Linked DNA regions of Mus musculus: all the other regions are linked to region 4. Evidence: chromatin contacts called from public Hi-C, promoter capture Hi-C and targeted proximity ligation data. All regions are on one chromosome and are shown on one strand. The core of a region is the stretch at or near the end of the contact, and the rest is flanking DNA. Distances in the headings are between cores, read along the strand shown.

What was found. Hi-C and Micro-C count contacts between places; a contact is called where the count stands out from the background. Capture Hi-C pulls out chosen DNA fragments and counts their contacts.
Region 1: a contact with region 4 is called in a promoter capture Hi-C map of liver, with 2.4 times the contacts expected there. A contact is called at or near these places in 3 of 39 promoter capture datasets (embryonic stem cells, frontonasal cranial neural crest and stem cell-derived epiblast-like cells), 3 of 130 datasets of targeted methods (bone marrow-derived dendritic cells, effector CD8 T cells and memory CD8 T cells) and 2 of 9 other capture datasets (adipose tissue and liver).
Region 2: a targeted proximity ligation map of memory CD8 T cells shows a contact between it and region 4, with 54 read pairs. A contact is called at or near these places in 2 of 130 datasets of targeted methods (memory CD8 T cells and pancreatic cancer cells).
Region 3: a Hi-C map of bone marrow-derived macrophages shows a contact between it and region 4, with 12 read pairs. A contact is called at or near these places in 4 of 39 promoter capture datasets (embryonic stem cells, hippocampal neurons and liver), 1 of 484 Hi-C or Micro-C datasets (bone marrow-derived macrophages) and 2 of 130 datasets of targeted methods (bone marrow-derived dendritic cells and fibro-adipogenic progenitors).
Region 5: a contact with region 4 is called in a targeted proximity ligation map of effector CD8 T cells, with 36 read pairs. A contact is called at or near these places in 6 of 39 promoter capture datasets (cranial neural crest, hematopoietic stem and progenitor cells, liver and 2 more), 4 of 130 datasets of targeted methods (CD8 T cells, bone marrow-derived dendritic cells, effector CD8 T cells and 1 more) and 2 of 9 other capture datasets (adipose tissue and liver).

The regions. Positions count from the first base shown.
Region 1 is chr19:11,466,639-11,470,712 of GRCm38.p6, reverse strand. It overlaps Ms4a6c (membrane-spanning 4-domains, subfamily A, member 6C), which reads right to left and starts at 1,345. Exons shown (of 7, transcript NM_028595.4): 1 at 1,157-1,345.
Region 2 is chr19:10,738,955-10,742,805 of GRCm38.p6, reverse strand. A430093F15Rik (RIKEN cDNA A430093F15 gene) reads right to left here and starts at 1,859. Exons shown (of 4, transcript NR_027805.1): 1 at 1,804-1,859. Cd5 (CD5 antigen) reads left to right here and starts at 3,832. Exons shown (of 11, transcript NM_007650.3): 1 at 3,832-3,851.
Region 3 is chr19:11,556,732-11,560,718 of GRCm38.p6, reverse strand. Ms4a4d (membrane-spanning 4-domains, subfamily A, member 4D) reads right to left here. Exons shown (of 7, transcript NM_025658.5): 7 at 2,253-2,842. The coding sequence ends at 2,702. Among named protein-coding and RNA genes, the nearest start is that of Ms4a4d, 22 kb to the right of the region's middle.
Region 4 is chr19:11,048,287-11,052,136 of GRCm38.p6, reverse strand. It overlaps AW112010 (expressed sequence AW112010), which reads left to right and starts at 1,571. Exons shown (of 3, transcript NR_102366.1): 1 at 1,571-1,749; 2 at 3,745-3,850.
Region 5 is chr19:11,516,395-11,520,045 of GRCm38.p6, reverse strand. It overlaps Ms4a6b (membrane-spanning 4-domains, subfamily A, member 6B), which reads right to left and starts at 1,487. Exons shown (of 7, transcript NM_027209.3): 1 at 1,372-1,487.

The sequences.
Region 1 (4,074 bases), core at 96-2,595, 420 kb before region 4:
ACAAACTATGCTTCCCAGTTCTGCCCCCACCTCCCAGACTGTGCACCATTTTGCATCCTTGACTTGTTCTTCGGAAGAAGAAAGTGGTGGTATAGGGAAATGTAAAACCACCACATCTCAAATTTAGGAGTTATTTCCCCATAATATTAAACAGAACCCAGTGAGTTTATAATAAACACATCATAGGCAGGGAAAGCCTGAATCCTTACAAGTTCCTGTGTCTATGCACACATTTTCACATGAAATTTGTCAAATGTAGCTCCAACTTCACCTAGAACAATTGCATTGTCTTTATTCAATGGCATTCACTGTCCAGTTACTTTGCTAGCCTTGAGTTATTAAAGTCAACTTTTATGCTTTCCAATCCATGCTAGGTACCACTCAAATATGTAACCCCATTTGCCTGTTTTGAGTGTCTAATGGTGCCAGTTTAAGAATTAGCACTTCCCATTTTATCATATTTTAGTTCACATGATCTTGTAGGGTTTTTCTTCACCAAGCCAATCCTTTATGTTAATAAAATCACAATTAGAAGAAATTCAGAATTAACAATTTGATGTACACGTGGAAGTAATTTATGCTTTGTAGAGCAACATAAAATCATTGTTAAATAAATAGGCAAAGTTCTCTTTATTGACCAGTTGCCTACACACACTTGTGTGTTGGACTCCAGCTGTCTCTGACTCTGGTTCTTCTCTTTATTTTCCCACCTGCCAATGGCAGTCTGTGTCTGAGTCTCTTCAGTGTGGAGAAGCAGTTTAATGCAATAGCATGAGAAATCCTGGAGTCCTAAGCTGTGGTTCAAGTTTTGTCACACTCCCGACAATTATATCCCTGTTAGTTAAAAGAACCAAGTTGCCTGGGGAATGGGTTTCTGAGCTCATCTTAGCTCCCTTCTGTTCTCTGTGCTATTCTCAGCCCTTAGGCTGCCTAATCAGTAAATGACCTGGGAGCTCTGCTCCTTATGTCAGTGATCACCAAGATCATGCAGCTAAAGTGGCCAGGACAGAGGTAAGCCAGATGCCCTGTGCCTTTGCCCATTTAGTTCTAAAGAGGCCCCGTGTCTCCACTGCTTTCATGAGCATCAGCAAGTTCTTGTAACTCAGTCCCAGAAACAGAGTGCTACACAGAGGGAAGTCCCTTCAGGGTTGCCTACCTGAGCCTGTGTGCCTTGTCACCCAGTCACTTCCAGCCGAGCTCTCAGAAACCCTAAGAGCCTTAACTCTGGGTTCTCTCAGGCTGATCCTTGGTTCCTTCTTGTGAACTTGTAACTGTCTCCAGTCCTTCCTTCTTCTGTGCTCGCTGCACGGGAAGGGAAGTGGTGCTTACAGGCTGTGGACTGTTACTGTGCCTGTACTTCCTATATCAGAAAGTCCCAGTAACTTCAGAAAAATCACTAAGAGATTTGAGAGAGTGGGGGGGGGGGGGTAGTAAGTCCCAACACGCACCAGCTCCACTTGAAGCCCAAGTTCACTTTCTTGAACTTCAGTTGTTTAAGCGTTAAACTGAAAACAGCAACAAGCTGGGAAAAGCCATTAAGAAGAAAGTTTTCTGAAGGACCTGTGTTTCTTCTAAGTAGAATTTAAAGGACTATCTTGATAACTAATGATATTACAAGTTGTAGTAATACTGATGAATAAAACAGATCTCAATGTATAATAAAGTATGATAATAGTAATCACGACCTTGGGTTTTGATATATTACTTTATTATATTGTAATACACTACTGAACACACAGTAATGTATCATCAATTGTAACAATTGAATGTTTTACAGTATTTTAGGTACTTTGTTATTCATACTTTCTTCAACAATTCCTCAGCTTCTGAAAAATCAAACCAAAACACTCTGTACACAGTTTTTCAGCACTCGCTGGTTAATTGATACTCTCTTTAGAGCCTTCCTCATCTCTTCTAACCTTCTTCTAGACCACTGGACTTCTCTAACAGGGGATGTGACCAGGGAATTACTGGACACTTCTAGAAAAGTAATAGATCAGGAGAGGAGCAAGCAGAGACGTTTCAACACACCAGGAATGACTTCAACAATCCTGCACTCCAGACACAGTCATGAAGACATGTGTCCCTGTGGCTTTCAGGCCCTTGGGTAGGCACAATTCAGAAGCTGACTTTGACATAATTAATTTCACAGGGGAGCCAGAGCCAGCTGCAGCAACTGGACAGCCACACTCTGAAAACTTCCTTCCTTCTTTCCTTGGAGTCAACCAGAAGGAACCTAGGGAGCCAGTGTGAGCCACTGTCACATCAGAGGGTTGTGGTGTGGTGATTCCCTGCAGGTTTCACAGCAGGCAAAACAACAACAATAACAAAAAGATTTAGGAAGAGACAAGAATGAAACTCAGCTCAGCCCCATTTTGTTGTAACTGGTGCCGGACCACGACTTCTAGAATCTGGCCCCAATTGTTTTACTTTAGCCACATTAAGCACAGCACAATGTGGAACAAAAGGTTTTCGGATAGCACTAAACTCAGGCCCAAGCTCACAACGATGTAATGTTACATTGAGATCCTTTACAAAGCACACCTGGCTTTTTTCACAAGAATGGGTACTATTGACTCAGTGCTGCTGCCCAAGGCTTAGGCTCTAGGGAGCTTGACTGAGGGATACCTGATGCCTGTAGGTTTCAACATTGCCTGGTCCTAAGATAACATCAGCCTCCTATGGTAAAGGCTGTGGTAAGGCACAGGTAACGTCCCTCATGAGGGCCGGGTTTATGGTCTAAAAGCAGTGCTCACGGTTTAAGGTAAGAGTCTGCGATGATAAGTAAAAACAAATTCTGGGAGATGTGGGCAGAGCCTGTTTCATCAAAGAGCAAAGGATCACCAGGTTGTAAACCTACAACATTCCTGGCACTTGTTGTAGAGCAGCTCGGCTACACATCCCATTCCCATGAAGATGTAAACCACCTCTTTATCTATCCTGGCTTCTCCGGTGCTTATCTGTGTACACAGGGCCTTTTTGTCCTTTGCAGTTGTGAATTCTACAGTTCCTGCTTGAACTCTTTTGCAGAAGACACAAGCTAAGACATGTTTTATCATCTGGTAGTTACCTTTGTCCTCAAGGCTAGAACAGCACAGAGATAAAGCCCTGCTTCAATTCTAGAAAAGACTGAGGGACCAGCTTCTCTTAGAACTCCATCCTGATCTTCTGGAACAGGGGCTATAGGAACAACTGTTGCCTGTAAGTGGGATATGTTCTTCTAGCTGGATTGCCTTGTGTGGCCTCAGTGGGTGAAGAATCCTCACAGAGATTTAAAGAGCCAAGGTTGGAAGACAACCAAAGGGGCCCTACTCACTTAGAGGAGAGAGGGAGGGAAAATGGAAGAAGGGTTGTGGGAGGGGAGCAGTGAGAAGGAGGTAAAGTGAATAAATAATAAAAAAAATCTGGTGTGTCTTCTTTCAAGGATGCCTACTGTCACTGTTCCCTTCACATTGTGCCCTGTGCCCTCATCACTGTCATAGAACCTAGTGAATTAGTGAGGTGCAGCTGCTCTCCTGAGCTTTGACCATGGTGAAGTGTAGCCTCTTGAGGACAGGACACCCACTTTTGTCTGCAGGAGAATTTCCTAATAAATTAGTTGAATCTGTCAACCTGACATCCCCTCACCAGTCTATTCTTCATTTCATGCTCTCACAATTTGAAGTTTGTGTAAAGACATTTAATAGGGTACATGAGACAATGCATGTAAGAATACTGTCACAGATCCTATACACTGGACAGAAGAGTGCGGTTTTGCCAAGTTCTCCCATACCATCCCTGACCATCCATTCTCAGGATCCATCTCTCCTCTTCTCCCAAACCTAGGGCTTTTGAGCTTTATTTGAAAACGGGACATCTGCAGCCTGAGTAAAAAGCTGCTTTCCCCAGTCGGACCTTATTTCCATTCTGCTGTTACATTCTTGGTGGTCTCCAGAGTCTGAGCTCTGCTCTGTAACCTAAAGATAAAAGTCTAACTACAATAATAAACTAAGATTAGTCATCGGGATCTTCTATTTTAATCTCTCAACATTTTTGCAAATGTTCTGGTCCTCAGCCCACACCCTCTGGGAAAAT
Region 2 (3,851 bases), core at 610-3,109, 310 kb after region 4:
GGCTGGCCCTTCCCACATCCTGTCCTCATGTCCCTTGAGAGATTTGCCTTATGCTCTCAAGGAAAACAGGCCTGGGCTGGGTGATCAACAAGGCAGGCAGCTTCAGGAGCAACTCTGCTCTAAGGGCTGGGATTGTCCACTGCTCTAAGAGGAAGGACCCTCCCACCCTCAGCTCTCTACCATATAGAGGACCCAGTACATGCATTCCTACAGGTGCCTTTGTCCACCTCACCACTCAGGTTCTGTGTGTCTGCCTGCTTTATAGAACAAGAGTTCCTTTTGGGCAAATGGATGCAGCCATCTGAAATAAGAGACAGGTGGTATGTAAGAAAGGGGACATCTACCTGCCGGGAGACCTGGAGGCACAAACCTCACTGTTCGTGAGCTGTGCACCTTTGGGGATCCACCTAACCTCAGTGATCCTCAAGTGGTTCATCGGAAAAATGGGCTTGGTTAACAGCCTTAAGCAGCCTTGTTTTCTCACGTTTACCTGTGGTCAAACAGGCTCAGTGTCGCTCAAAAGAGCAACAGAAGAGAAAGCAGGAGTCAGAACTGTGGGCTGGCTAGAGAGGCAGCCGTGGTGGGGAAGGCTGGTCACTTTAGAGAGCCTCCACTTTAGAGAGCTTCCTTGCAGGAAAGCATGGGCTGAGCCTGGGAGACTGACCTCACACGGGGAGCACTCTACCTCACAAGCCCTGCATGTCATTACCAGGGCAGCTTCCAGATGCCCCGAGCTGCAGGGAGATGGATCTCGGAATGGGGCAGTAGCTTTCCTAATATCCCCCCTCAGAAATTAAGCCAGCTTCTAGACTCCAAGTTGTTTCTACCCAACTATGCCAGTTGTCACTGAAAACTAACAACCATGGATTCTAGAACCTTCCCTCTGAGCCAGTGTTTGTGCTAATACTCCACGGGGCATATCATAAGGTAGCCTTCTTAAATACATTACACAAGGGGAATTTAGGTAATTTACTTCATTAAGTGACTCAGTTTCACCACATATATGAGAGGCTGGTGCTGTTCCAAGGGAGGCAGGCAATCGGGAGCCTGCTGAGATCTCACCTGGCCCTTCTGGTGCACAGGGTAAGTGCCCTGGAAACCTCCGACCTCTGCTTCCCCCAAGAGTTCAAGCTGATGTCCTCCCACCAAGAGCCAAATCCTTTAGGTCCCAAAACAGAGGAAGTCCCTCCTCTGAAGGCACCTGGGCACACCCTTCCCTCTACAATCTGAAGGAGGGCTGCCCTGGGGTCATCCAACTCCCCTATGCTACACAGGAACCAACTGAGGACCCCAGCTCCACGGGACTCACTCAAGGTCACAGAGCAATGGCCACACTCAAAGAGCAGGTATTGGAGGGTCAGTACCTCTCCCTCCCTCCCTCGGACAGTCCCTTCAACAGACAAGAGGTCTTCCCTTGCTCTTCCACTCCCAGGCAAGGAGCAACAGTAGGTCAGGGGTGCACTCCCTAAGCTGGGTAGGGAAGATGGACAGCCAGCCTGAGCTGGTCGTGCTCAAGGCTGCCAGTACAGAAGATCCCAGTGACTGAGTCACTCAGTCACTCATCAAATAAACACTTGGAAGGTATCCATCCTATAGATTTCACTTAGTCATCCAACCAATGTTGATCTGCTTCAGGCCCTCACATTCCTCAGCTCCCATCCCCCTCCCCCCTTCACCCTCACCCCACCTCCTTGTGGCTCCTTTGCCACCTTCTCCCCACCCCCATCCAAAAGAACCAGTGTTGGAATCACTGAGGAGTGACCCAAACCAGAAAGTCCAGTAAGGCAACTCTCCAGAGGTTACCTGGTGTCGCCAAGGCAATAGGGCAGAGCCTGTCCCTCGGAGGCTGTTGAGGTTCTGAAACTGGCCTAGGGGGCTCATCCCCCCTCCCCCACCTTTGCCTCCACCAAGCGGCGGCATGGAAAACCCAGCCAGCTCAGCTGACTTCCTCTTGTGTCATGGAAAGTGCGGGTGATAGGACAGGAAACTGTCGCCTGGGGTCTGGGGTCCCCAGCTGGCACAGGACCTGAGGTCTAGGGGATGCAAGGTAGAAAACTTTGTGGGGTAGTTACTAGGGAGTCGGTGGCAGGGGAAGAGCTACGGACCTGGAGTGCAGGGACCCCACCACTAGGGTTCCCTCCGGTACACAGCCAGTAACTGAGGTAATACATTCAGACTTCTATGAAGGTTGGAACACATAGTGAAGCCACCTAGTAGATCACACTCAGGCCTGTGAAGGGGAAATAAATCTAAAGCTCCGGGTTTGGATTGCCTTTGATAAAGAAGTGAGTCTGGAGGTCTGTGGAAGGAGATGTCGGTTTCCTTGTGTGTGCATGTGTGTGTGTGTGTGTGTGTATGTGTGTGTGTGTGTGTGTGTGTGTGTGTGTGTGTGTGAGTGTGTGCATGTGTGTGTGTGTGTGTGTGTGTGAGTGTGTGCATGTGTGTGTGTGTGTGTGTGTGTGTGTGTGTGTGTGTGCGCGTGTGTGCACATGCGTGTGCATGCATGCATATGCGAGGGCGTGGGCTGGCTGGTCAATGGACAGTGAAGCTCTCTATAAACTGTGAGGAAATAGGCTCCGATGGGCACTTAAGAAACAAAGGGATGCTAGGGATACAGATCAGTTGAGAGTGTTTGCCTTGTAAGCATGAGACACTGGGTTCCAGCAAAGGAAAAAATAACAGACACACCAGGTAGGGACTGTCCCCAGCACCCAACCCATCACCACCACCAGACAAGAGTTTCTCTGTGTAACATCCCTGGCTGTCCTGGAACTCACTTTGTAGACCAGGCTGGCCTCAAACTCACAGAGATCACCTTGCCTCTGTCTCCTGAGTGCTGGGATTAAAAGGTGTGTATCACCATGCCAGCTGCATTTCTAGTTCTTGCATATCATTGATAATGTTGAATGAATGAATGAATGAATGAATGAATGAATGAATGAATGAATGAACGAATCTAGATCCAGAGACCATACAACATGGAGATCTCACACCCAACATGAATATCTATCTCATACCTAACATGGAGATCATACCCAAAATGGGCATCTCACACCAACAGGGAGATCTCTCTCTCTCTCTCTCTCTCTCTCTCTCTCTCTCTCTCTCTCTCTCTCTCTCTCTCTCTCTCTCTCTCTTTCTCTCTCTCTCTCTCTCTCACACACACACACACACACACACACACACACAGTGCTGCAAGTTCAACTCAGATGAAGACACTCTCCTCCCCATACTTGCTGGTAAAATATTACTCTTGGATTCTTAGGCACAGCAGCTCCCGCTTGTAATTCTAACATTTGTGAGACTGAAGCAGGAGGATTACCACAAACTCCAGGCTTACATGGGCTACCTAGCAAGGTCTTGTTTTGTTTTGTTTCTTTGCTTAGATCCCCATAGGGATTCAACTCAGATTATGGACTTCCAGCCCCGTACACCATCAGGAGTGAGCAGGGCTTGTGTCTTGGTTTTCCTTATTGACCCTGCAATAAGACCTGAAGTTGCTCGCCTGCACAGTCCCCACCCCACTCAGAATCCTGTAGGGAAGGCTCCTGTCTCGGGCCCTTGCCCTTTTACCTCGGGTGAGCTCTCCTGAGAGTAGAACGACCTCTCTCTGGAGTTCCCAGCCTCTCTCTGCCCCACAGTCCCATCCCACAAGGACACCTGGTTCTGCCCAGCCATGAGAATGGCCAGTGGGCACTACCGCAGTTCCAGGCACCTCGTGCAGGAAGCTGACAGAGACTCAGGCCTCCATTCTAATTGGGGCAGGTGGTTTCACAGGGAGGAAGTTGACAGTTCAACTTCAAACAGGGTTGGCAGTGACACAGGCCCACACTGCCTGCTTCCCCTTTCCA
Region 3 (3,987 bases), core at 164-2,663, 510 kb before region 4:
ACACACATAGATAGATAGTTAGATAGATAGATAGATAGATAGATAGATAGATAGATAGATAGATAGATAGGATAGATAGATAGCTGAATATGTGAATATGATGGCTGTATATAATGTACAACTACAACTATAGCTCTTGAGGAGTCTAAAAAGAAATGAGACAAATACTACTGAATTATCTAAGTTTGGTTTAATTCTTAACATACTTCCTCCTTTTTCTTTTGTTTCAGTTTTTTTTTTGTGTGTGGTTGTAAACATTCAATAAAAGCCCACTTCTATTTACATGACTTTCCAAAAAGGATGACTATAAGATTGTGACACAAAACAAGAAAATAGGAGTAGATTCTGGAACTGCTCAGAAACATTATTTTGAGATATATTCTCTCTGGCTTGTGTGTAAAATTTCCCAGTTAAGCCAGCCCACTCTTTATCCTCTAGAACTCAGCATCCACAGTGATTCCTGTCCACTGTAGAACCACAGGCACCTCTGTAGGGACACAGCTGACTCCATCAGGACATTAAAGCTGTAATATCTCCTGTCATCTTTCTGTGTTACATGAGACAGAAAACAGTCTTTTAGACTGCCTCACTATGGGCTAAGCATCTTGTCCTCTAGAGAGAAGGTCAGAATTTTATTTTCCTTAAGTGCTTTCAGAGGAAGAGTGCAGACAGGATAAGAAAATTGAATAAATTATTTACAGTTTTAGGAAATGCAACCTTGCTGCTGTGGGAAAAATAATGCTTCCCTTCCTCTTCTCACCTTTTCTACTATTCTATTCTCTTGATAAGGGGAGAAGTTAAAAAAACCCCAAATGCTTCAAATGGAGAGGGAAAAATGCAGTATTTCATAATACCATCAGCCTTGCTCATAATGTCTGTGGCTTATTGGGCAATAGGAAAGATGCAGCTGAGAATACAGCCTGGCCACTGCTGTGTGCTGTGACCAGATTCAGAGAACAAAGGGTTGAGAGCTTAGCATAAGCACTTTCATAACTGACTGGGACATCCCATCCCTAGCTGAGAACTCACTTCCTGTGATGAGAACAAGGAAGCAACAGCACACAAAGAACAGAGAAAGAGCTGCATGGAAGGAAACTGAGAACTGAGAGAATCAATGAAATCTTTGTGAGTGTGACCCATTGCCAACAAGAAGCACTGCTGTGGGCTGGTCTGACTTTATGGGTGGGTATCTGAGGAACATTAATGAGGAAAATGTTTGTTTGGTTTGGTTTGGTGTGGATTTTGTTTTATTTGAAACAGCTTCAGATCAATCATTATCTTTTTGGTCTTGAATTAATTACTTTGTAGTTCTTGTCTTATGTAATATTTTTAATGTCCCCCCACCCCGTACTTTTTGCATTTTATGTGTTTTTTTTGTACAATGTGTGTATGTGCATAATTTGTGGGCATGTGTCTGTGAAAGTCAGCAGAGGGCATTGGATCCCCTGGAACCTGGGTTAAGATTGTTGTGAGTCACAATGTGGGTTCTGGGAACTTAAACCAGGTCCTTTCCAAGAGCAACAAGTACTCTGAACTACTAAGCCGTCTCTCCAATCCCATTTGGTATTTTTTTTTAATGTTTTCTTTCTGAGAACTGTCTTGATATAGCTATATTAAAAGTTAATTTAAGATAATTAGTAAATAGCATCGGGCCTAAGTTTGGCTCCTGGAACACATCAATACCTGCAGATGTACCCTGGATGCTTGGAAATATGCAAATAATTTAAATCATGCTATGCCAAATTAATGCAGGATCTAGACTTATTCTATAATGAATAATAAACATTGACACATACTTAGAATCAATTTATCTAAGAATGTACTGACAATCTTATTTCTTTTTGGGAAATTTAGCTTAAAAGCAGTCTTTGGACTTTGCCTTTAACCAGAAAGATAAAGTGAACATTCAACTGGAAGACAGTGAAACCTTCAACGGCAACCTTTAGTGACTTAGTTTCACAAGTTAGGCCTCATATCTGAAAGATTCAGCAATCTCTAAAAAGAATGGCTCTACTTGGAACCAAGTGTTTAAATATGTGAGCTTCAATCCTCAATAATAAGTAACTTTTTAGGTCATATGTAATATATACACATATGTGTATGTATACTCTCTATATCCACACAAAATATATACTATATATGTACAGTGAGATGCACTATACTTATATAAATATACAATGTATATAGATGCATATATGTGTGTGTTTGTGTGTTCATGCATGTGTGTGTATTTAAGGTTCAAGTGCTCTGATTTCAATCACTTTTGTTTATTGTAACTTTTCACCATAACAATTAAGGCATATACTATTAAGATGAACATTCATGTAGGATTAAAATTGGTTGCTATTATTAGTAAGGTAATACACCTGCTGTCTTACATAGTTTATGTGTCTGTATATGATCGTGAGCAGCCAAATTTATTTATTTAGCAACCCCCCCCCAAAAAAAACCCATGAACTCCATTCTTCACTCTTTGGAGACTTCACCTCACTAAACCAAGGTTTTTATCAGTTTACATTAAAATTTTTTTTGCCAATTAAATTCTTCTTGTACATACAATGAATAGAAGATTTTAAAGTGTTATTGACTTAATAAATGCTTGACTTACTTATTTAGAGCATGTCTTATATTCGTACAAAAAGCCAAATGCATACACATGTGCACACACACACTCTCACACATGAAAACACGTACATCAAAATTAGACTATTTCTCCTGGTTGGTTCCTGTATAGATTTTCTGGAACATTTTTCCCTTGGCATTCTGATGGTGGCAATGGTTGAAGTATCATGGGGGGTGCTGTCACTGTCACAGCAGAATTTGATGGTAGCACTACAAGAACCTGTGGAATGAATCAAAATGTCATTGAGTCATCCAGGATAGTCAGCACTTCCATTTCCTTACCTCATAATGTTACCTTTACTAGTGCCTACACTGTGGCTACTCAGTTGAATCAAACACCACACTGGGTGGTGTCTGGGCCACCTCTTGGATCATCAGGTGGCAGAGATTGAGCAGAGATGTGTGCAGCTGCATCTTAGAGCATCTGCCTTCTGTACAAATGGCTTACTTGAACCAACGTGTCACAGGGAACCAAATTAGTTTGTTCCTGTTGTCATTAGCACATCCAAACATTGACATGTTGGCCATGAATAAAGTTCAGCACCCATGACAGTAGCCCAGAATGACAGAAGCATAATGACACATGGAAATATATTCTGTCCCTTACAATCAAGGGGCATGTGCCAGCAGTAGAATGCAGAGGATACATCCTTAAGCAAATCAGGCTCCTAGGCCACTGCATTTATGGATTAACACACATGAGGTCAGTAGAAACAGCAATTGCTGGATTTCACAAGCTTCTTATACAAACTTAGAAATAGCTTATCTGGCATACTGTATTCATGATCTAATTCCTGGCTATTTTCTCCTCCTATGTACTTTTCTCCTCCTATGCATGTGACTTTCTTCTCCCTATGTGACATACTTCTTCCTCCATGTTCAAGAGCATCTGCAGCAGGTCTTGGGTTAAGACAAAGGCCAGGTGTGCAGAAGCTGAAAGTTTTCGAGAAACAACAGCCCAATCAACTCTGTGAACACCCTTTAGACAGGAGAATAGGGACTAGAAAGGAAGAATTATAGTGGAGGGAATGGGGCTGGATTTGATAAAAGCAAATTAAACGCAAGTAGGGCATACTCAGTGTGAAAGAAACCAGTACACAAAAGAAGACTCTAAGCTCTTCTTCACCTTGGCTTCATCTAAGGAGGACAGCATACTGTGTGAGGTTATGGGGCAGTGAGAGAAACAGATACAAACAAAAAGACTGGGTCTATAATGATCCTACAAAAGGTGCTTTATTCTGTGGCTGGACACTCTTCAGGTTCTTTGTATAGCTCACTAGTGCACTTCCATTCTTAGGAATGTTTTTCTTTTTTTGATAAACTATCTCAATTTCTAACATGAGTCCCTGGTACAGTCTTTTGCTC
Region 4 (3,850 bases), core at 322-2,821:
TCACTTGTGAACCTAGTGTTGGGGGAGGCAAAAATATTTCGCCTCCCCACCCTCACAACTGCTAAAAACTAATTCTCTTCTTACTAAATTTTTATTTTGGAAAATAGGGTTTTTTTTTTTCACTAAAGATGCTTATTTCTGCTGACATGAAATGTATAGCTTTAGCCTAACAACTAACAAATACATCTTAGTCATCTCTGCTTTCATTTATTCAGTGGTAAATATCAAAAAACGGAATCCTTATAAGCTCTTTCAGAGTCTTTAGTTGATTTCCTCCAAGTGCAAAGATGTCCCGAGTTCCTTGAGTTAGAATACACTCACCCTCTCAGAGCCCTAGGACACAGAGAATGGGTCTCCATTCTGGAGCCTCACAACCCAGTCTAAAAGCCCTTCACTCCTCCTCCTCAGAGGCAAGGGACCAAGATCAATGTTGAGTGACAGCTCTCTTGACCTGCCAGTCAACTTGATAACCTCCACCTATCTTCATTGTTGTGTTTTGTTTTGTTTTTTATTGCTCTGAAGAGACATATGACCAAGGCCACTGATTTTAATTAATTAACTTATTTATTAATTAATTAATTTGGAGGCCCACAGTTTCAGAGAGTTACAGTCTGCAATCATCATAATGGGAAGCAGGGCATCAAGCAGGCCGGCATGGCACTGGAGCGGTAGTTAAGAGTGTACTTCCTGCGGAGGAAGAAGAGAGGGGATCGGGGGAAGGGAGAGAGGGAATAAGAGAGAGAATGTGCACAGTGGGACACACCTCCTCCAGCAAAGCTACACCCCCTAATTCTTCCCAAACAGTTCCCAACCAGGAACCAAGCTTTTAATTTATGAGGTGGGGGGGTCTCACTCAAAGGACCACACCCTATGGAGAGCGGGGCCTTCTGTCTCTGCTGGGGATTGCCTCCTCTTCCTTATATTTCCATGTCACCTCTATTACTCCCAATCTGACCAGTCAGCTGGCTGTGCCAGCAGTGACTGCTTCCCTGTCACTACACAAGATCTTTCACAGACACTCTATGGGCTTTTTAGCAACGATAACAAGGTGGCACCAACAGGAGAGCTCATTAAACCTATTGTCCCTTGGTTCTGGAGGCAGGAAGTCTGAGTTCAGGGTGTCAGCAAGGCTCCATCCTTCAGGAGGACTGGGAGGAGAGTCTCCTCCAGGCTTCTCCTAGCCTCTGGCTTCTGGCAGTATAATAGTGAACTCTCCTTGTATTCACATCTGCTAATTCTTTAACCTACAACCCACGATGAAAATGCAAACACAGGAGATACACGCTTGAGTGTAATCCTGTGTCCTGCCTGAAACCACATCCTAGAGAGCCCTGAAGAATATCCACTGACCCATGTACTTGTGTTACTCTTACCAAAAAAAAAAAAAAAAAAAAATCAGCATTTGCTTTAAATCATTGAAATATCATATTATGTCTGCTTATTTCCATAGCCAAGGATGAAGCAGTTGTCTCAGGCAACACTGTACTGTGTTCCAAGCAAGGAATTTCCCAAGTGGGAAAAGGCTCTTGGGCTGTGTTTGCAGATCTTCCTGTTTGTTTGTGGGATAGGCCAACTAATTGTGTAAACTTCTCTCAGACTCGGGGTTTTTCAGTCCACTCCTGTTTAGCAAATAGTGCCCCAAAGCAATTCAAAGGGAAAGTGAAACTGACATTCTCAAACTTTATATAAAAAACCAAAGAGAAGATCAGCAGGAGTCTAGCAGACAACCTGAGCTGCAAGATGTCTCCCGTAAGTACCTCTTGATCTGTAAGGGGAAATCTATAGTGGGTAAGAAGGCCCATGGAAGGCCTCATCCCAGCTTACTGGAGAGAATGAGTGTCACCTTCTGTCTTTGAAAGCTTGCATTTAGTTTGTTATTATTTCTAAGTCTGTTTTTCCAGGAAGATATAGTTCTTGTGGGGTGGGTATCTCCTGTCTGACACCACAGAACTCAATTCTAAGCCTGGGATGTAGAGAGGAGACAGCACTAGGTAGGCATATGAAGGGCCAGCCAGGCGCTGCGGGAAATACACACACACACACACACACACACACACACACACACACACGCACACGGAAATATCTGGAAAGGACAAAGCAAAGGACTTAAGCGTAAGTTTCTCCTGGGTCCTCCTGTGTAAGTTCTTTCTGATTTTCTCCTCAGTTGTGGATCACTTCACTGACTTTTTCTCAACGTGCAGAGGCCTTAATTCCTTCCCCTTTTAAAATAGCTCTGTTCCAGCCCAGCAGACTTTTTAATGATCTAGCTTTCTCTAAAAGCTCAGAACAATGGCAGGAGTCTGTACCCTCTTCTGAAGATGAGGCACCCTGTATGTAGTTAGAATCTTCCTCTGCCCTAGAAAAAAACATTTGATACAGGCCCTGCTCTCTCCATGTTAGCTTTGCCTTCCCCCTCTAGCCTTTAACCATCTCACTTTTCTGACTGTTCTTGTCCATGACCTCACATCCTACTCTTACCCAGAGGAGCCTCTCTGTTTTGCTCCAGACTGCACCTAGAATTGTCAGGGTCAGAGTCCAGGCTCAAGCAATCCAGATTCATCTACCCAGTCCTTAATGGGCCAACTAAACAAATAAGAGTGGAAGGTAGAAAAAAATGAATTCATTGTGACTTCATTGAGAAGCAGAGCAAAGGGGTCCAGTGACTTGGCCCCACCTGGGCTTATCACTCAGTTTCTAACATGGAGTTTAAATAAAGAGCCAGAGGTATGCAAAGCGAAGAATTTCTTTTTTTTTTTTTTAATTTTTATTTTATTTTAATTAGGTATTTTCTTCATTTACACTTCCAATGCTATTCCAAAAGTCCCCCATACCCTCCCCCCCACACTCCCCTACCCACCCACTCCCTCTTCTTGGCCCTGGCGTTCCCCTGCACTGAGGCATATGAAGTTTGCAAGACCAATGGGCCTCTCTTTCTACTGATGGCCGACTAGGCCATCTTCTGATGCATATGCAGCTAGAGACATGAGCTCCGGGGGGGGGTACTGGTTAGTTCATATTGTTGTTCCACCTATAGGGTTGCAGACCTCTTTAGCTCCTTGGGTACTTTCTCTAGCTCCTCCATTGGGAGCCCTGTGATCCATCCAATAGCTGACTGTGAGCATCCACTTCTGTGTTTGCTAGGCCCCGGCATAGCCTCACAAGAGACAGCTACATCTGGGTCCTTTCAGCAAAATCTTGCTAGTGTGTACAATGGTGTCAACATTTGGAAGCTGATTATGGGATGGATCCCCGGGTATGGCAGTCTCTAGATGGTCCATCCTTTTGTCTCAGCTCCAAACTTTGTCTCTGTAACTCCTTCCATGGGTGTTTTTCCTAATCAAGTTGTGGTCTTACTCACCTTCACTGCCTCAGCTCCAGACCCTTCTGCAAAGTAGTCAGACTGTGGGCAGTCTCTTTCTGGAAGGTAACAGGCTCCCAGCCTTTTCCTTCTCCCAGTACAAAACACACCCTTAAGGCTTCCTGCCTCTCTCTGAGGAAATACCAAGGAGCTTACCTCAGCAATGGTTCTTCTTTCCTGAGGCACTGGCTGAAAGGGAGTAAAGTAACCATTCTTTTTCATCTACCCTGGAGACTCCCAAAGACTCAGAGAGACTTTTTACCCATGAACTTGAGAGAGAATGGGAGAATTACCAAAGCCATAAACATGGTCTATTGCAAAGCCACAGTTCAAACTCAGACATTTCAGGTCAGTATTCACGTCCTATTCATCTGATCTGCTTCCAGATCCCTCTGATATTTATCTTTGGTGGTGTGCTCATCATCTGCCTGATGCAACAATACCTGGCGTATAAGTCTTCTAAGAACGTCGTTAAAGTCTTCTGCCATCAAG
Region 5 (3,651 bases), core at 238-2,737, 470 kb before region 4:
GAGAGAGAGAGACAGAGAGACAGAGACAGAGACAGAGACAGAGAGAGAGAGAGAAGATGCAAAGTTGGATAGTGTTGGATAGTTTGAGAGGATCTAGGAAAAGAAATGGGAAGGAAAAGCATGATCAGAGTACACAGCACATGAATTTTCAGTAAGTCATTAAGTGCCTTGGCTTTGAACATAAAATAACAACAAACAAAACAAACCATGCTTCCCAGTTCTGCCCCCACCTCCCAGACTGTGCACCTTTGGGCATCCTTGACCTGTCCTTTGGCAGAAGAAACTGCTGGTACAGAGAAATGTAAAACCATCACATCTCAGATTTAGGAGTTATTTTTTTCAAAATGTTAAACACACCACAATGATTTTAGATAATAAACACCTCATAGGAAGGGAAATCCTGGATCCCCACAGGTTTCTGTTTCTATGCCCAAATGTTTACACAAAATTTGTCAGATGTAGCTCTGGCTCTTTCCCAATTTCACCTAGAACAAGTGCATTGTCTTTATTCAATGACTTGCACTGTCCGGCTGCTTTGCTATCCATGAGGTACTAAAGTCAGCCTTCAGTGCTTTCCAATCCATGCTATGTACCACTCAAAACGTGCAACCCTATGCATCTGTTTCGTGTGTCTAATAGTGCCAATTTTAGGATTAGCACCTCACATTTTATCATATTTTAGTAGACATAATCTAGTGTTTTTATTCTTGAAAACAATCCTTTACATTAATTAATAAAATCACAATCAGTAACAAATTCAGAATCAAAACTTTGATGTATATGAGGAAGTAATGATGCTTTGCACAGCAACATCAAATAAATGCTAAATAAACAGGCAAAGTTCTCATTACTGACCAGTTGCCTACACACAGTTGTGTGTGGCGGCACAGCTGTCTCTGACTCTGGTTCTCTCCTTATTTTCCCACCTGCCAGGGGCAGCCTGTGTTTAAGTCTCTTCAGTGTGAAGAAGCAGCTGAATGCACCCATATGAGAAGTCCTGGAGTCCTAAGCTTTTTTCAAGTTTTGTCATGATACTGACAATCATGCCCTTGTTAGGTGGAAGGACCATGTTCCCTGGGGAATCGGTTTCTGAGCTCATCTTGGCTCCCTTCTGTTCTCTGTGCTATTCTCAGCCCTTAGGCTGCCTAATCAGTGAATGACCTGAGAGTTCTGCTCCTTATGTCAGTGATCACCAAGATTATGCAGCTAAAATGGCCAGGACAGAGGTAAGCCAGATGCCCTGTGCCTTTGCCCATTTAATTCTAAAGAGCCCCCGTGTCTCCATTGCTTTCATGAGCATCAGCAAGTTCTTGTAACTCAGTCCCAGAAACAGAGTGCTACACAGAGGGAAGTCCCTTCAGGGTTGCCTACCTGAGCCTGTGTGCCTTGTCACCCAGTCACTTCCAGCCGAGCTCTCAGGAACCCGAAGAGCCTTAACTCTGGGTTCTCTCAGGCTGATCCTTGGTTCCTTCTTGTGAACTTGTAACTGTCTCCAGCCCTTCCTTCTTCTGTGTTCACTGCACAGGAAGTGGTGCTTAACAGGTTGAGGACTGTTATTGTGCCTGTACTTCCTATATCAGAAAGTCCCAGTAACTTCAGAAAAATTACTAATTGAACCAGTTTTGATAGAGTGAGGGGTGAGGTAGTGAGTTGCAACACCCACTAGCTGCATGCAATGCCCAAGTTCACTTTCTTGAACTTTAGTTGTTTATGAGTTAAACAAAGAACAGCAACATGCTGGGAAAACCTATTAAGATGAGAGAAAGTTTTTGGAGGGGAAACTAGGAAAGGGGATAACATTTGAAAAACAAATAAAGAAAATATCTAATCAAAAAAGGGAAAAAAGATGAAAGTTTTTCTTAAAGACCTGTCTTCCTTCTAACTACTATTTAATGAACTTTCTTGATTACTAATGATATTGCAAGTCATAGTAGTATTGATGAATAAAACATTTCACAATGCAGAGTAAAGTATGATAATAGTAATCATGACCTTGGATTTTGATATATTACTTTATTATAGGCTAATACATTACTGAGCACACTGTAATGTATAATCAATTGTAACAATTGATCATTTTACAGTATTTTTGGTACTTTGTTATTCATACTTTTTCCCCCAGTAACTCTTCAGCCTCTGGGGAAAAAAACCCCTGCACACAGGATTTCAGCACTCGCTGGTTAATTGATACTCCCTTTAGAGCCTTCCTCATCTCTTCTAACCTTCTTCTAGACCACTGGACTTCTCTAACAGGAGATGTGTCCAGGGAGTTACTGGACACTTCTAGAAAAGTAATAGATCAGGAGAGGAGCAAGCAGAGAAGTTTCAACACACCAGGAATGACTTCAACAATCCTGCACTCCAGACACAGTCATGAAGACATGTGTCCCTGTGGCTTTCAGGCCCTTGGGTAGGCACAATTCAGAAGCTGACTTTGACATAATTAACTTCACAGGGGAACTAGAGCCAGCTGCAGCAACTGGACAGCTACACGCTGACAACTTCCTTCCTTCTTTCCTTGGAGTCAGCCAAAAAGAACCTAGGGAGACAGTGTGAGCCACTGTCACATCAGAGGGTTGTGGTGTGGTAATTCCCTGCAGGTTTCACAGCAGGCAGGAAAAACAAAACAACAACAGCAACAACAAAACAATTTAGGAAGAGATGAATAAAACTCAGCTCAGCCCCATTTTGTTGTAACTGGTGCTGGTCTAGCCTAGATTGTTTTACTTTAGCCATAGTGAAGCACAGCACAATTTTGGAACAAAAGGTTTTCAGATAGCAATGAACTCAGGCCCAAGCTCACAACAATGTAATGTTACATTGAGGTCCTTTACAAAGCACACCTGGCTTTTTTTTTTTTTTCCACAAGAACGGGTACTGTTGACTAAGAGATAGTGCCCAAGACTTAGGCTCTAGGGAGCTTGACTGAGGGATAAGTGATGCCTGTGGGTTTCAGCATTGCCTCGCCCTAAGATAACATCAGCCTCCTGTGGTAAAGGCTGTGGTAAGGTACAGGTAACGTCCCTCATGAGGGCGGGGTTTATGGTCTAAAAGCAGTGCTCACAGTTTAAGGTAAGAGTCTGCAATGATAAGTAAAAACAAATTCTGGGAGATATGGGCAGAGCCTGTTTCATCAAAGAGCAAAGGTTGTAAACCCACATCATTCCTGGCATTCCCTGAAGAACTGCTATTCATCCCATTCCAAAGAAGACATAAGCCACCTGTTTAATAATCCTGGCTCTCCAGTGCTTCTCAGAGTGTACAAGGCCCCTTTGTTCTTTACTGTTGTGAGTTCTACAGTTCCCGTGTGAACTGTTGGCTGAAGACATAAGCTAAGACATATTATTCTATCATCTGGAAGTCACCTTTTTCAGCAAGGCCAGAACATCACAGAAAGAAAGCCCTACTTCAATTCTGGAGAAGACCAAGAGACTGTCTTCTCTAAGAAATCTGTCCCAAACAACTGGAGAAGGGGTTATGCCAAAAGCTGTTGCCTGTACCTGGAATAAGTTCTTCTAGGTGGGTTGTCTTGTGTGGCCTCAGTAGGTAAGGAAGCTTCATAGGGACTTAAAGTGCCAGGGTGGGAGGATACACTCAGAGGAGAAGGGGAGGGGAAATGGAGAAAGGGATGTAGGAGGGGAGGGTGCCAAG